Linked DNA regions of Mus musculus: region 2 is linked to region 1. A link is a contact called in public promoter capture Hi-C data. All regions are on one chromosome and are shown on one strand. The core of a region is the stretch at or near the end of the contact, and the rest is flanking DNA. Distances in the headings are between cores, read along the strand shown.

Region 1 (2,613 bases), core at 80-2,579:
TTCTGATGACTTCAGTACCCTTAGTTATAAAATTAGAAGCAATCTGGAGAGAATTTCCAAACTCCCACTACCATACCTGTGCCCCCTCGGCAGTATTTGTACTACACTCTACACCCCTCTCATTGGTTATATGACACCTCTGTCCATTACAGTGGCCATGAACCATGGATACAGCTAATACGCACTGGAACTGTAAGCAGTACAAGTGGGGACATAATTCTTGGTATTAACTCGCTTAAAAGTTTGGTTTTGGTCCAACTGCAAAAGTTAGCATCCCAACTGCGATATATATATATTTTAAGTGTCAGATACACAGACTTTGAAACCTGCTTCCAACAGAAGAATGCAAATGTCACATAAGTCATTCTAATTTTGACTTGTTAGGATAAGGATAGACCTGACTAAAAATATCTATCAAAATTAACCGCACCTCCTTTTTAAACTTCAATATAAATATTAGAAAATATTTAAATTATCCTTGTGGTTTGCATTACAATTCTACTGGACGAAACTGCTATTCATGACTTAACCACATTCCTAAAATCAAAATTCATACACAGACTATATCACCTCTTGCCTGCAAAAAAAAGGCAGATCTCCAGCGATTCTTCCCTATTCTTTATATCAGTGTTCCCCCACTCTAATATACAGATATGACGCAATGTCACAGTAAAGAAAAAACAACCCAGGTCCACCCAGGTCTCCCTCTAGTTGACACCCCTCCCCAACAAAACTATCCAAGACTTCTCCAACGTCCTTTGCTGCTCGTTCCAGTTTCTATCCGCATCATAACACTCCCACTCCTTAACTCTACAGCCAATTCTCGGCCCTTCCTTTAACTAATTCTGCTTTAGCGGAATGGCCTGCTCCCCATTCGAAATTGTCACCACCTGCTTCCAAGCCACCACTGGCTGACAGCTAGTTCCCTACAGTCTCTTTGCATAATCGGAGCCTCTGAGGTCTCAATCATCCGACTCTCCCCTCTCTTCTCCACTCACACTCGGCTCCTTATAACCCGGAGTCATTCTCGCAGCTTTCACATGACGGATCACACCTGAATACCAAGCCCTCGACTGCTGCTCTGGGCTCTCCTAACCTAGCCAGGACGGGAAAGCAGATAGGAGCCTTGGGATCGGTCCTCCGTGCGCATTACAGGTGACAGGGTTACGAGGGACCCACAGGACACGGAAATCAGGGAAGGGGTAGGCTGGCGAGAAAGGCAGGGGCCTGACCTGCCGGAAGGTCCGCAGCAGCGAGCCTAGCACGGACGCCGCCATGTTGTCTGCCCAGCCAGCCAACCACCGCCGCAGTACAACACCGGAAACAGGTTCTGTGGAGGCGGGGCTTATGCCCCAAAGGGCGGGTCCAGGGCAGGATTTAGCCTATAGAGAGGGAGAGGGTAGGTGCGGGATTTGAAATAACTCTCGCGTTATTTCATAGATAAGCAAATCATCCATGCGGACCGCCCACTTAGGCAGTAGGAGAATAGTGAGCCTGCGCGATCTCTCCTGGCCCTTGCTGTTCCTCTGTCCCAGCCCCGCCCAGCCTGCGCCTGTGTTCTGCGCGTTGGCGCCACCCGGCGGAAGCTTGGCAGCATTTGTCACTCATCCTGCAGAACTGGCACTGGTCACATTTCTGCTGTAAAGAAGATGGTAGTGGCCCTGATAGAGTTTCTGCTTGCACGCCAAGGGTTTAAATATGTATTATATTATATATATTATATTTATTTTATTATATTATATCATATCTGTATTAAGGTTGTATAGGTTTTACGTTTTTGTCTCTGTGGGTTGGACGGCGGTAGTGGTGTGTGTGCATGTGCCTGCTGTTTTCCCTTTAGTACAGGGCACTTTCCTGCCATCTTCCTAGCCTGTCTCCTAGATGTGTTGATGGGTGCAGTGAGGAACAGCCCATTGGGCTCTTTACACAGGAAGCTCCCAGGAAGAAGGAGAGTTTTTTTCTTTAAGCGTTACAAGTTAGTGAACATTTCTAATGGGCTAGGGAAACTCTGACTGAAACCATTTGGCAGGATAAGACAACCAGGAGTCCCTGCCATCATACTAAGATCTAAAAAGTCCTAGACCAGCAAGCAGCATCAAACCCTGGTTAAAACTCATTCCCACTCACCCCCACGCCACACACAACATAATTGGGCATCATCTACAGTCATCTCAAGATATGGGTACACGGCAAACTCTTTTATTATGTTTCTGTTGTTTTAAGATGCCTGTTTGTTTTCATCGGGAGTTAGATAGGAAGGGAAGTGGGAAGATCTTGGAGGAGATGAGGGAGGGGAAATATGCTGTATAAAAATATTTCTTTTCAATTAAAAACAGGAAAAGTTTCACTAATGTGTTACAATTTCAGAAAGCCAAACTTCTGGAAGGGGCTTGAAAGTCAGAAAGATATGTTTATAGGCTATAGAGTAAGAAATGAGTTTTAGGGCCGGGCGTGGTGGCACTCGCCTTTAATTCCAGCACTCGGGAGGCAGAGGCAGGTGGATTTCTGAGTTCGAGGACAGCCTGGTCTACAAAGTGAGTTTCAGGACAGCCAGGGCTATACAGAGAAACCCTGTCTCAAAAAAACAACAAAACAAAACAAAAAAGAAATGAG
Region 2 (2,613 bases), core at 69-2,568, 360 kb before region 1:
TTCATTGTTTTTCTCCTGACATTGCTTATTGTTACCCCCATTTGCTGTTTTCCTTTACCCTAGAAACTAGGTTCCTTATGAGTTACATGAGATCCCCGATGCTCTCTGCCCTCCCTGCCCAATTCCAAGCCAGGGTAGGATGATTTTAGTGTATGTATAGATACATTGGCTGAGCAGTCCTGCCTACTAAGACTTATTACCCAAATTCTGAAGGGAAAAATATCTCTGGTTAGGAAGTGGTCCTTGTAGCAATTTTCATCCTTTATTCACTTTGTCCTCCTGATGAGAAGAGTGAATCTCTCAGAAGCTTCTAACTGCCATGAAATATATACCCAGCAGCCTAGTTTTAAAGGCTTTGTTGAATGTTTGTCATAGTCCACGGAGTCTATATGTCCTGTGAGGGTTTGACGGAGACTGCCTCCCTCTGAGAGATGTGGTTCCTGATATCACGTTGTTCTTTCATTGAGTTCCCCAAGTTTATGGGATTGAAGAAGTAAGTCAGAGAGTAATGCTTTGCTTAGTTATGGTGCTGAGTACAGTGCCAGGAATTTACAACAGTGAACTTTTGTTCCTTTTGTTGCAGGTCATCCTTGGGATTGTTGATGTTCATTATTTCAAAACTAGGATATGTACAGCCTCTATTACAGGAGTCAATTATAAATCCTTGGTTCTTTATTCTGTTTTATTTTCTATAATGAATTATAGTGTGAAATATATTTTTAAATACAGAAACAAAAATATGAAATAATATAGTTATACATAAGTTTCCTCCCCATTTTCTCCTCTTTATTTCCCACACTCCACAGTACTATTTTCTAGCTCTGTGTATGGAAAGGATACATAATTCACACTTATATACATTCCTTCTTCATATGATTTTTCTATCTATAGGGGCTAAACTGCCCCATTCTTTTATCACCTCTTTAAAAACATATTCTGTTGGTAGACATACCAATTCCTAATCTTGTGACAACAAATAATAATAATGGCAATAGCCCTGACCACATACCATTTTACAGACATTCTGAGCTTGTTAGAGCAAATTCTTAGAAGTAGGGTTGCTGGATCAAAGACTAAGACTTTTCACTCTAAGTTTTAAGTTAGACCATTGATTGGTGTCTTCCTTTCTCTACACATATTTCCAGAGGTTGAGTCTCAAAAGTAGGACAGGTAGGTTTTGTCAAGGATAGGGATAAGAGTGTGACAATTGTTGAAACCTATGAGGGACTCAGAATGTCAGCATTCTATGAGGGCACTGGCCTGCTTGCTCTTGCCAAAGGAGAATACCACAGCCAGTAAAATAAAGAAATAGTCTGACTCATGTTTTTGGAAGCTGGGAAGACTGACTAAGTTTTGAGAGCCACGTGAATTGAGGACATCTTGTGTTATGATGTGGCAAAAGGTTATCCACATCTCCAGAAAGCAAGATCACATGAGTGAAGATACCCAAACTTGCCCTTTTACCAAGATCCTACTCCTATGCTACTGGCATTGAATCATTTGTGAGTGATCTAACCAACTCTTAAAAGTCCCACTTTTGAATTCCATTGTTGTGCCATGACATCTCAACATGAAATTTTGGTGGCATATACAGTATCGCATACCTTCTTGGAGAACTGAAATCCTTAAGAGCACTGGTGGACTACTAATCAAAAGCAATAACTAGGACCAAAAGTCTGCATAGTACTCTCATCTCAGAAGCAGAGGTTACAGTCGGATTTAACTCAGGACACTAGTGACTGGATTAAATGGTAGATATCTCTGGTGAGGCTAACCAACAGCCTGGTCTTCAGCAAATTAACAAGTACAGTGTCTCCTTTTTTATAACCACAAGACAGTGACCATATAATTGCCCACTAATCTTCCTCCCACCTGGTTGTCATGCCATGAGAGAGATTCCTTAATCTTTAAAAACACTGAACTTGCAATTGAGTTGCATTGTTTACCTGAAAACAGACCACTTCGAAGTGAAACAGAGCTGTCTCCACTTATTAAACTTGTGATGACTTCCAACTCTCTTCATCTCTGTAGAATAAACATATGCTAAAAAACAAAGGGCAGAAGATATAGGAACCTTTACATTGTATATTCGCTATGTATTCCTTCATGCTTAAATTGTACCCTTCTTCTTCAGCCTAACAGAATAGACAAGTATGTATCTCTCTGGTTACATCTACACAAGTGGGACCATTCCCGAAATCATTCATGGGGTACAAATCAGACTCCAGTTTCCATGCTTTAGTAGAGTTGTTTGAGTGTGATTACTTATATCTTTCCTTACTAAATATTACATTATATTCACCATAAATACACACATGTGGTTTCTTTTTCTTATTAGGTTATGGATAGGTAGCATCAAGTGTTTTCTGTGCCCATGAATTGTATTTTGTAATGATAATCTCATTGTTTTTGTGAAAATTTACACCAGAAGTTTAAGAGCTTCCACGTGGGCCTACACATGGTAGCTTAGACTTTTCTTCCCAGCAGGCATAATTTTATGAGTTGGAGGCCAGTCTGCTATTCATAACAAGTTCCAGGCCAGCCATGGCTACATAGTGAGACCCTGTCTCAAAAAGTCAAAACACACACCAAAAAAGAAAGAAAAAAAAGAAA

The links. Promoter capture Hi-C pulls out the DNA fragments that hold promoters and counts their contacts.
Region 2: a contact with region 1 is called in a promoter capture Hi-C map of 3T3-L1-derived adipocytes, with 2.9 times the contacts expected there. The contact joins the enhancer-like site here to the promoter of Mrps14 in region 1. A contact is called at or near these places in 5 of 39 promoter capture datasets (the 3T3-L1 cell line, 3T3-L1-derived adipocytes, hippocampal neurons and 1 more), 1 of 15 datasets of contacts at CTCF or cohesin (the NIH/3T3 cell line), 1 of 484 Hi-C or Micro-C datasets (large pre-B cells) and 1 of 115 datasets of contacts at active chromatin or transcription factors (bone marrow-derived macrophages).

What each region holds. Positions count from the first base shown.
Region 1 is chr1:160,193,931-160,196,543 of GRCm38.p6, reverse strand. It overlaps Mrps14 (mitochondrial ribosomal protein S14), which reads right to left and starts at 1,329. Exons shown (of 3, transcript NM_025474.4): 1 at 1,233-1,329. The coding sequence starts at 1,277.
Region 2 is chr1:160,549,571-160,552,183 of GRCm38.p6, reverse strand. The region is part of intron 13 of Rabgap1l (RAB GTPase activating protein 1-like); the gene reads left to right. Among named protein-coding and RNA genes, the nearest start is that of Gpr52, 29 kb to the left of the region's middle. Within about 2 kb of position 1,318, at least 20 of the 459 cell types and tissues checked have an H3K27ac peak or open chromatin away from gene starts, as enhancers often do. A contact at or near this core is called in the NIH/3T3 cell line, where this site is marked.